2 separate regions of the Drosophila melanogaster genome follow, and region 2 is linked to region 1. A link is a contact called in public Hi-C data. All regions are on one chromosome and are shown on one strand. The core of a region is the stretch at or near the end of the contact, and the rest is flanking DNA. Distances in the headings are between cores, read along the strand shown.

What was found. Hi-C and Micro-C count contacts between places; a contact is called where the count stands out from the background.
Region 2: a contact with region 1 is called in a Hi-C map of the Kc167 cell line, with 2.0 times the contacts expected there. The contact joins two enhancer-like sites. A contact is called at or near these places in 3 of 107 Hi-C or Micro-C datasets (the Kc167 cell line and wing imaginal disc).

What each region holds. Positions count from the first base shown.
Region 1 is chr2L:20,237,430-20,241,895 of dm6, forward strand. No RefSeq gene overlaps it. Among named protein-coding and RNA genes, the nearest start is that of lncRNA:CR40341, 8.4 kb to the right of the region's middle. Within about 2 kb of position 1,317, at least 19 of the 39 cell types and tissues checked have an H3K27ac peak or open chromatin away from gene starts, as enhancers often do. A contact at or near this core is called in the Kc167 cell line, where this site is marked.
Region 2 is chr2L:21,706,404-21,710,790 of dm6, forward strand. nolo (no long nerve cord) reads left to right here. Exons shown (of 19, transcript NM_165396.3): 8 at 4,161-4,290. Among named protein-coding and RNA genes, the nearest start is that of nolo, 24 kb to the left of the region's middle. Within about 2 kb of position 1,873, at least 8 of the 39 cell types and tissues checked have an H3K27ac peak or open chromatin away from gene starts, as enhancers often do. A contact at or near this core is called in the Kc167 cell line, where this site is marked.

The sequences.
Region 1 (4,466 bases), core at 67-2,566:
TCCATTTCCCATTTTGCAGTAGTTAAACTCAATTATTATGCAAAGTCAACAATGTCTATTTGTGCCACCAAAAAGGTGAAGGCGACTGCCAGGAGAGGAGCTCACTGGAGCTCAACAGCAGGGGAACTGGATGCGGATGCGGAATGGGGACTTGAGGTGGTAGGTCCTGGTTTTGGGGAGACTGGGGCCGTACACCCATCACGACCAAATGCATTTAAATACATTTTGATTTGCAGTTAAAGTGAAAACTTGAAACGTGTTCAGAGCTACGTGGTGCGGTTATCTTTCTCTCTGTGTGAAGTGGATTTCGCATGGCATCCAGCTCATCCCACAGAGACGCTCACAGATGACAAATAATTTGTGCAGTTTTATTGAAAATGTTTGACTTTCGTTGCCGGTTTTTGCAATTTGCCCGAAAAACTTGTCGCGATCCGCTTGACTTCCTTGGAATATTGCTGGAGAAAGAGCTGCGGATGGGTAAGACGGCTGTTAAGCTTTTAAAATGGTTATAATCAGGGGTGCTAAAGATATCGCTTGATAAGCTTGCTATCAAAATATTAATCCGACTTGCACTTGAATAAAAGCAAAACACACTTTTCTTTTTTTTTTTTAAATTGATCTACTAAAAAAATGTTTGATTTCATTTAAAGATTTCTGCGTAGTGTTGCTAAGGGCAATCACCATTCGTTGTGGGAGTCATCCGCATCCGCATGTCATTCTGCCCCCTACCATCCTTAGCTAGTTTTGTCTAGTCCCGCCGTACTTCTGTACTTCTGTACTTCTGCTAACAATAAGTTTTTAAGTAGTTTGACATTTGAACTTGCATATACTTTTTGAGCGCAATAAAAATGCGCAGCTATCCGGAAATAAGAGACGCAACAAAACAAATAAGCAAAGGCACAGAATGCCGCCCCCACTTCCGCCCCACTAGCCCCACTTCAGTCGCACTTTCTCCGAGCTCCTCCTTCGAGTGTCCATGCGAAATGATGGGTCTGGGTCTGGGTTTGGGTTTGGGTTTTGGGGGAAGGGGCCAAACTTTGTCAGCGAAAAATTGCGGCGCAGTTTATTGCAAAAGTTCATTACAGTGCAAATGTTGCCAGTCTTGGTTAACAGGGCGGCAGAAAGGGGGAGCGAGGGGACGACAGGACGCAAGGACGAAAGGAAGGGAGCCGGCAACGCCTTTAAGTCTTCTTTGTCTTTTGAGTTGTTTAATTATAAAGTGCGAAAAATGTTTGCATACTTTTCGGCTGTCTGTGACACTGATGAAGAGCAGGTGATGGCGATGCAAACTGGCCCCGCCCCTCACCACATTTCCTACCCCCTGCGTTGCATCCCTTATTTTTGCACTTTTTTGCTATTTACTCCATGAGTAGCGGGCTGTGGCAAAGTTAGTAACTAATTTGCATTTTCTCATCAACGCAGCCCCGCCTGCATAACTAATATGAGGCAGGCAGATTGATGGGGGGTGTGATGGGGGGTGTGATGGGGGGGCAGGGCTTAAAATATTATAAATAGTTTGGCTGCGATTTTGCATAGTTATGCGGGGGATTGGGCAGGAAAGGCAGGAGGCACTGCAGCAGTCGGAAATGGGGGGTCATGGGACACAAGCCGAGGCTGGGCATTAGAGCACACGTCAATCATACGACATGTGGTCCGCTCAGTGCTGGGCAATTTATCATTAGATGTGTTCGAGAGGCTCGGTAGATTCTGCACACTTGATAAATGAAGTTACCACTGCGGTTCCTTACGGATTTTGCCTCGTTTTTTTCGTTCTCGTTTTTTTCGGGCTTTCACTTTTTGTTCGATTTTTGTTAGGGTTTTGTTTTATGGTCGCTTTATGCAAATGAGCGGCAAGAATTTTCCATTTGTAGTTTCCGACTTTGGTTTGCTGTTTTTGCCCTGACTAATAGAATGTCAACTTTGCCTGGAAATGGGATAAAGGTGTTTCACAAACCGGCAAAAAGGTGTTGATTAATGACAAAAGAAGCTGGCCAAGTGAATGTCAATCTGCTGAGTGATTGAAATATCTCAGAGAATAAATAAGACGGTGGATTATAGTGTTGAACCGAGTTTAAGCTAATCCAAATTTAGCAATTAAATTCTTAGGATATTATTCTTCAGCTACAAAAACCAAAAAACAATTCCTTGCAGTTCACTTTTCCCTGAATACCATTTTATATTTGATATATTCAGCTTTCAACAACAGTTTTTCACTTGGGCACAGTTGCCATGGGAAAAAATATACATTTCATTCCATCAATTCCAACCATTCGCTGTCAACTTAAATGTTTATTAAATGTGTATTTTCATACAAGTGGTTAAATCCACTTCGCGTGATTGTCACACAAACAAACTTTTCGTTTTAAAAACAATTTTCCGCTAACAACTGGTCAAAACCTTTTGCCTTTTTTAATTGATTTCGTTGATATCATTTTTTTGACCGACTCATTTCGGTTTACTTTGTTTGGACCGAATAAAATATTCATTTCGCTCAGACCGATTTCAATTTAACGGCTCACGCTTATAAACTCATAACTTTTATGGACTAATTTGCGATGGCTGCGCTTTCCCGCCATCTAAGTGGTCCAACCTGCCAAAGTAAATAAATGAGACCCTAAAAAGTTTACGATTTATACGCGACTTTTGTCGTCTTGCGCCCGCCAATAACTTTTGCCAACAGTATTTTAGCGCTAATTAAATTTCTAAAAGCAAATCATCGTCGGCGGCCATAAGTCATGCATACCAAATGAATTGAGTTCGGCGGATCGGTTGGATTTGGTTTGTTTTTATTAATAATTTCCAAGCTTCCGCCAATTGTTTTTATTTAATTTATTGCGCTACGCGCTCGATTGCTCTCGCCTTCTTACCTATCCAACAGGCCCAGAAGCGTTGTCGGAAAGAGGCAAAAAAAGGTCCTGGCACAACAGGTGTTCAAGGAGCAGGCTGCCGAGGCAGGCAATCAAAATGCCACGGCATACACTAATCAGCTTGAGGACATGCGGCAAATGTTCTAAGTAAGCAGCTGTGCCTTCTCACTTAAGGGTTACGCCGAAGGTTTTTCCCAGTAGGTTAAATTGGGTTTTTAAAAAGTGTATTTCCCTCTTCATTACCTTTTTAATCAGTCACTATGTTTTAATAATGAACTTATTGTCCAAATGGATGCTTAAGGATCGATTGCATCCTTCCTAGAATTCCTAGGATTATTGTGATTGACCACTTACGCAGTTGCATAACCTTACACCTATAAACCTAGATAAGTGCTAGGTTATGCAGGTCAGATTATATCTATTCCATCATACCCATGTTATACCCTGCGCTAAAACACACACATTCGTGATGGGGATGGCAAGTGTAACAATGAAGTGGAGTAGGCACTTGAGGCGAGCACTGGCAGAGAGCGAGAACATTGGCATAAGTACCGCTCAAGGCGGTTACAAGTAAGGTGCCACGCCCACCGCCTCTGCCGCCCCCCAACGCCCTCAGCCCCGCCCACCTTGTGCCCTTTGGCCATATCTTTCACACGCTGTTTATATTTGCATACATTTAACCTGCGGCCTGGCTCGGTGTATAAATGTTTTTCCATGGGTTTTGTTGTTAGTGCGGCTAGGCCGAGATTTGTTTTTACAACTTTGTTGTTTCTATTAGGGAGTGTATCGTAGTTACAGATACAAAGCAGGTATACTTATACATTATTTATGCATCTTTTTCGAAGAACGAATGGTGTACTTTTGTCTTTTATTGACCTCAGACACACAATTAAAAATGCACAAGTCGAATGGCTATTGAGCAAAGAAACATAAAAATTAATAATTAGTAGCAAATGAATAAAGTCTATGTAGAGCTTAGAGCTTAATTCGAAGTGGAATATCTATCAAACGTGTGGGCTTTAAACGATCAAGTATTTCATTATATATGTCTAAGTATTATTAAGTACTTACTTTAATTTTTATTTGATTTATGTAAAGAATGTTAGGTTAAGCGTAGAAACAAATATATTTTGCTGTGAAAAACGTGGTTAGGTGATACGTTTTTACGACTTGAACCGTCGTTAAAAACACACAGGTGTACACAGGACACCGAACTGGATTGAGATCAGGACATTTATCACAACCCGTCAGGATATCAAAAGGCAAGAGAAGCCACTTTCCCGTGTTCTCATATCGCCAGAGCGAATTGGGTCGCGAAACAGTTGCCTTTGCCACTTTCCATTCCCTGGTTTTTTGGCCTCTGCCTCTGCGGTAAAGGAAAATATTTACACAATCAATTGAATTTCATTGTAAAATTTATTTTTATGAATTATTAATGACTTTTACTCGGCATCGGTGCCGTGACGGCAGAGAATATGCATCTTATCTGAATCCATTTATCTGAATATCTGCCATGGCAGAGCCGACCGCATTTATTTCAAGAATTTGTGGCATTTTCCGCATTTTGGTCGACAAATAATCGATAGCCGAAGGGTAACT
Region 2 (4,387 bases), core at 623-3,122, 1.5 Mb after region 1:
CGTAGGTGTAAGCCTGTGTTGGCTAACAGAGGCTATCCAACCAAGTATTAGATAATTAGATAATTTACACATTAAAAAAAAACTAAGTTCGTTCTGAACTTTGTTCTTATTTTTTCATAGCACTGCTATTTCAGTGAACACCAGAATTTATGCCTATTATGTTTTTTTAATCTATATTTCGAAATTATTGTTTAAAATTAAATACCCAATGATATTATAAAAAAATTTGCCCATTAAAACTGTAAATTATATGATTTTTTTATCCTAAACTCGCAGGTCTCAAGCACTGCTATTTTATGAACACAGCTGTAAGGAGCTCAAAGAAGCTGGGGTCGGAAAAATCGAATTTTTGAAATTTTAAAGCTGGAATCGTTTGCCCATTTTTTGCCCATGTTTGCCCACCAATTAGTTTTTTTGGCCACGTCCAGTTTTTGAGATATGAATTTTCGAAAATTTTTTCAAAAATTTCGTTTTTTTCAATTTTTTTTTTTAATCGCAATAACATCGTTTGCCCACCCTTTAGAATTTTGAAAAAATTTATACTTAGAAAATATAAGGCTTTTCAGTTTACCTCGGTCTATTCAGAGAGTAAATCGTTTGCCCATCTCTTAAAACCAAATATTATCAACAAAAAACGTTTGCCCAACCATTATTATTAGTTTTTATCGTTTGCCCACCCTTTAAAAAACCTTTAAAAATTTTTTTTTTCGATTGCCCACATTTAAAATACATCCAATTTCGTTAGCCCACCTCTTTAAAATAAAAATTTCCAATAAAAAACGTTTGCCCGCCATTTAAAAATAAATAATTTCGATTGCTATTGATTAATAGCAATATTTAGTTTTAAAAGGTGGGCAATCGAAATTATTTATTTTTAAATGGTGGGCAAACGTTTTTTATTGGAAATTTTTATTTTAAAGAGGTGGGCTAACGAAATTGGATGTATTTTAAATGTGGGCAATCGAAAAATTTTTTTTAAAGGTTTTTTAAAGGGTGGGCAAACGATGAAAACTAATAATAATGGTTGGGCAAACGTTTTTTGTTAATAATATTTGGTTTTAAGAGATGGGAAAACGATTTACTCTCTGAATAGACCGAGGTAAACATAAAAGCCTTATATTTTCTAAGTATAAATTTTTTCAAAATTCTAAAGGGTGGACAAACGATGTTATTGCGATTAAAAAAAAAAATTGAAAAAAGCGAAATTTTTGATTTTCGAAAATTTTCGAACTTTTTCGAAAATTCATATCTCAAAAACTGGACGTGGGCAAAAAAAACTAATTGGTGGGCAAACATGGGCAAAAAATGGGCAAACGATTCCAGCTTTCAAATTTCAAAATTTCGATTTTTCCGACCCCAGCTTCTTTGAGCTGCTGTAAGGCTATAAATTAATAAATAAATGCATACATTATGCCCGCTTTAATAGAACATCGATGTGCGAATAAATATTTGAATAAATCGTGCTGAAATAAATGTTAAAGAGTGATAAAATGGTATACTAGATTTGGTAAAAAGTATGTAACAGGCAGAAGGAACCGACCATATATATTAATATTTGTAATATTAAAGTAATATTTATTTATTATAACAAAGTTAAGTTTATGAGAATTAACACATGTGTAATATTTGACAGACTGAACTTCACGCAACAATGCTTCCATTGTCAACGACTGTCCGACTTGACTAATCGTTTCCGACCGACTTATCCGCTTTTTCACAACTCTTGTCTTATGTGCGTTCTTTTCGACTTCTCTTCTGCAACTTCACGACTTGACTACTTGGCGAAGACTGACCCTCCGACACGACTGACCCTCTGAAGTCCTCGACGACTTCTAAATACTTGACGACTTTAATCTATCTTCAAGATCTGCAACTGCTTCTTCGATCATTGCAGCCAACTGCTTTTCAAATCCAATCGATAGTTTCCTGCAGTGTTGCCGCATGTGTTATCGCGCTGCCATGACCATCATTGTTTACATATACATATATATATATATACGTATCTTCTTGATCTGTCCGTATGTCGGTCCGTCCTTATGAACGTCGAGATCTCAGGAACTATAAAAGCTTGGAGGTTACGACCATGCTGCCACTCCCACTCTAACGCCCACAAACCACCCAAAACTGCACGCCTACATTTTTGACAATTTTTTGGATATTTTTCATAATTTTATATTAATTTTATTTGCCAATTCTTATCTGGCCAATTTTTATCGGTATACCAAAAACAATGTGGCTACCCCCATCCTTTCACCAATAAAACGGTCACGCTAACACATTTAAACCATTTGTAAGTTATTTCTCATTTTATTTATCAATATAAAAATGATGAAATTTCGCGTTCGCATTCCAACTAGCTGAGTAACGGGTATCTGATACTCGGGGAACTTGACTACAGCATTCTCTCCTGTTTTTGTTTGAAATGCATTGCCTTTTTCTCATTTTATTCGCCAATATCTATCGATATCCCAGAATGATATACCAAATGATACAATTTCGACTTCTTATTTCCACTAGGCGAGTAACGGGGAAATCTGATAGTCGGGGAAATAAACTTAGCTTTTTCTCTTGTTCTATTTCTAGTGTCGTTCCGGGTGGTTAACTTACATACTCCAGTGACCTAGTCAATGATGGCTCTGACCGGCTGTAATTACGATGTGTATGTTTTACACATTTTGTGTAAACTTTATTTTGGTTTTTAACATTTAAGTGACAAATGTTAACTGCAGTGCACTGTTGAGTATATGGAGTCCTTAGGGGATTTTCAGCGCTTGGTCCACCCTTTAATTAAGGGTCACAGTGTGGTTCAACTCAGGCTAAAAGGGAGGAGTTGCTAAGAACATCGAAATGCTTTTACTCATGTTTGGCGCTGGGTACCCCTCTTGCACATTTCATGAATTCAATTGGGCTCAATTATCCATTTCTGTTTGGACAACTGCAATTATTTTTTTATTCTATTATTTTATTTTATACGTGACAGGTTATCAAATGTCGGTACGACTTTATTTCATTCTTTTCGAAGAATTTCCGCTTCTAACTAGAGGGGCTCAAAGCTGGGATATCTTTCATCTTATTGCCAACTGTGAGTTTTCATCACTTAGGATTAATAAATTGAGCTAGGCTTTTTATATCAATTGTTTCCGCAAAAGAATCAAAAGCTTATATTTTCTAATGAATTTACAACTGTAAAAAGTATTTAGAACGGCAATAAATACGTGAAGTACCAGTATTAAGAAATGTTTAAATTATTACCCTTTCTTGTAGAAATGTGCTTTCTTGAAAACAAGAAAGGGAAGTTTCTCAGCTAGTGGAAGTGCGGACGCGAAGTTTCAATATTTTTATGGCAGATCAATAGAAATTGGGAAAAATATCAGATACCCGTTACTCAGCTAGTGTAAATGTGAACGCGAATTTGCATAATTTTTCTTGGATATCGATAGATATCGGTGAATAAAATGCAAACAAATTCGTAACCTTTTTTGTAGGTGAAACTAGGGGCGTGGCTTCAGTGGCTTCAAGACAAACAACAAAACGAAGAAAAATCTAAACATTTTTCAAAAGTTCGGCCGTGGCAGTTTTGGACGGCTTTGGGGCGTTAGAGTGGGCGTGGCAATATGGATCGACAAATTTGCGCTGCGTCTTTGAGTCTGTGTGCTGAATCTCAACCTTCTAGGCTTTATAGTTCCTGAGATCTCGACTCGGCTATTAATCATGATCAAGAATATATATTCTTTATATATTCGGAAACGCTTCCTTCAGCATGTTACATCTTTTTTAACGAATCTCCACGAGTAACGGGTATAATAAACGGAATTAAAAAAGTGTAACAGTTTTGGGCGGCTTGTGGTATACGTATACTTTATATACTTTATAGGGTCGGAAACAAACGTTACCCTACAAGTAACGGGAATAATATTACTATACGTACCTTATTTAATCTTTTAAAAATTATTAATATTGAACGCTATCTTTTTTGAATGACTTTAATACTAATGCTGATATAAAAGTGGGCCTTCCCTTATAAGCTACTCCCTTTATTGAACATGAAAAGAAAAAAAAAATTATAATAATACGAGTTTTATCGTTCACTAACAAATTTTCCCTTTTCGCTTTCCGTTTTTTCGGTCTCCACGGATTTTTTTGTTCATCCTATGCCACAGGTTACAAAATGTCCCGTCCAATATGCAGGAATCGCCTAACCAACGCCGATGTCGATGATACGCTCTGCAGCGTTACTAATCGTCCGGAGGCGTCGGTGGAACAATGTAATACACACAGTTGTCCTCCCCGGTAAGTAATATCTTTGCTGGTTATAAACTTATTAAAAAAGCACCATATTCGAAATTTTTAAAACAATATCGAGTTCTTTGGACAGGATTGTCTGATT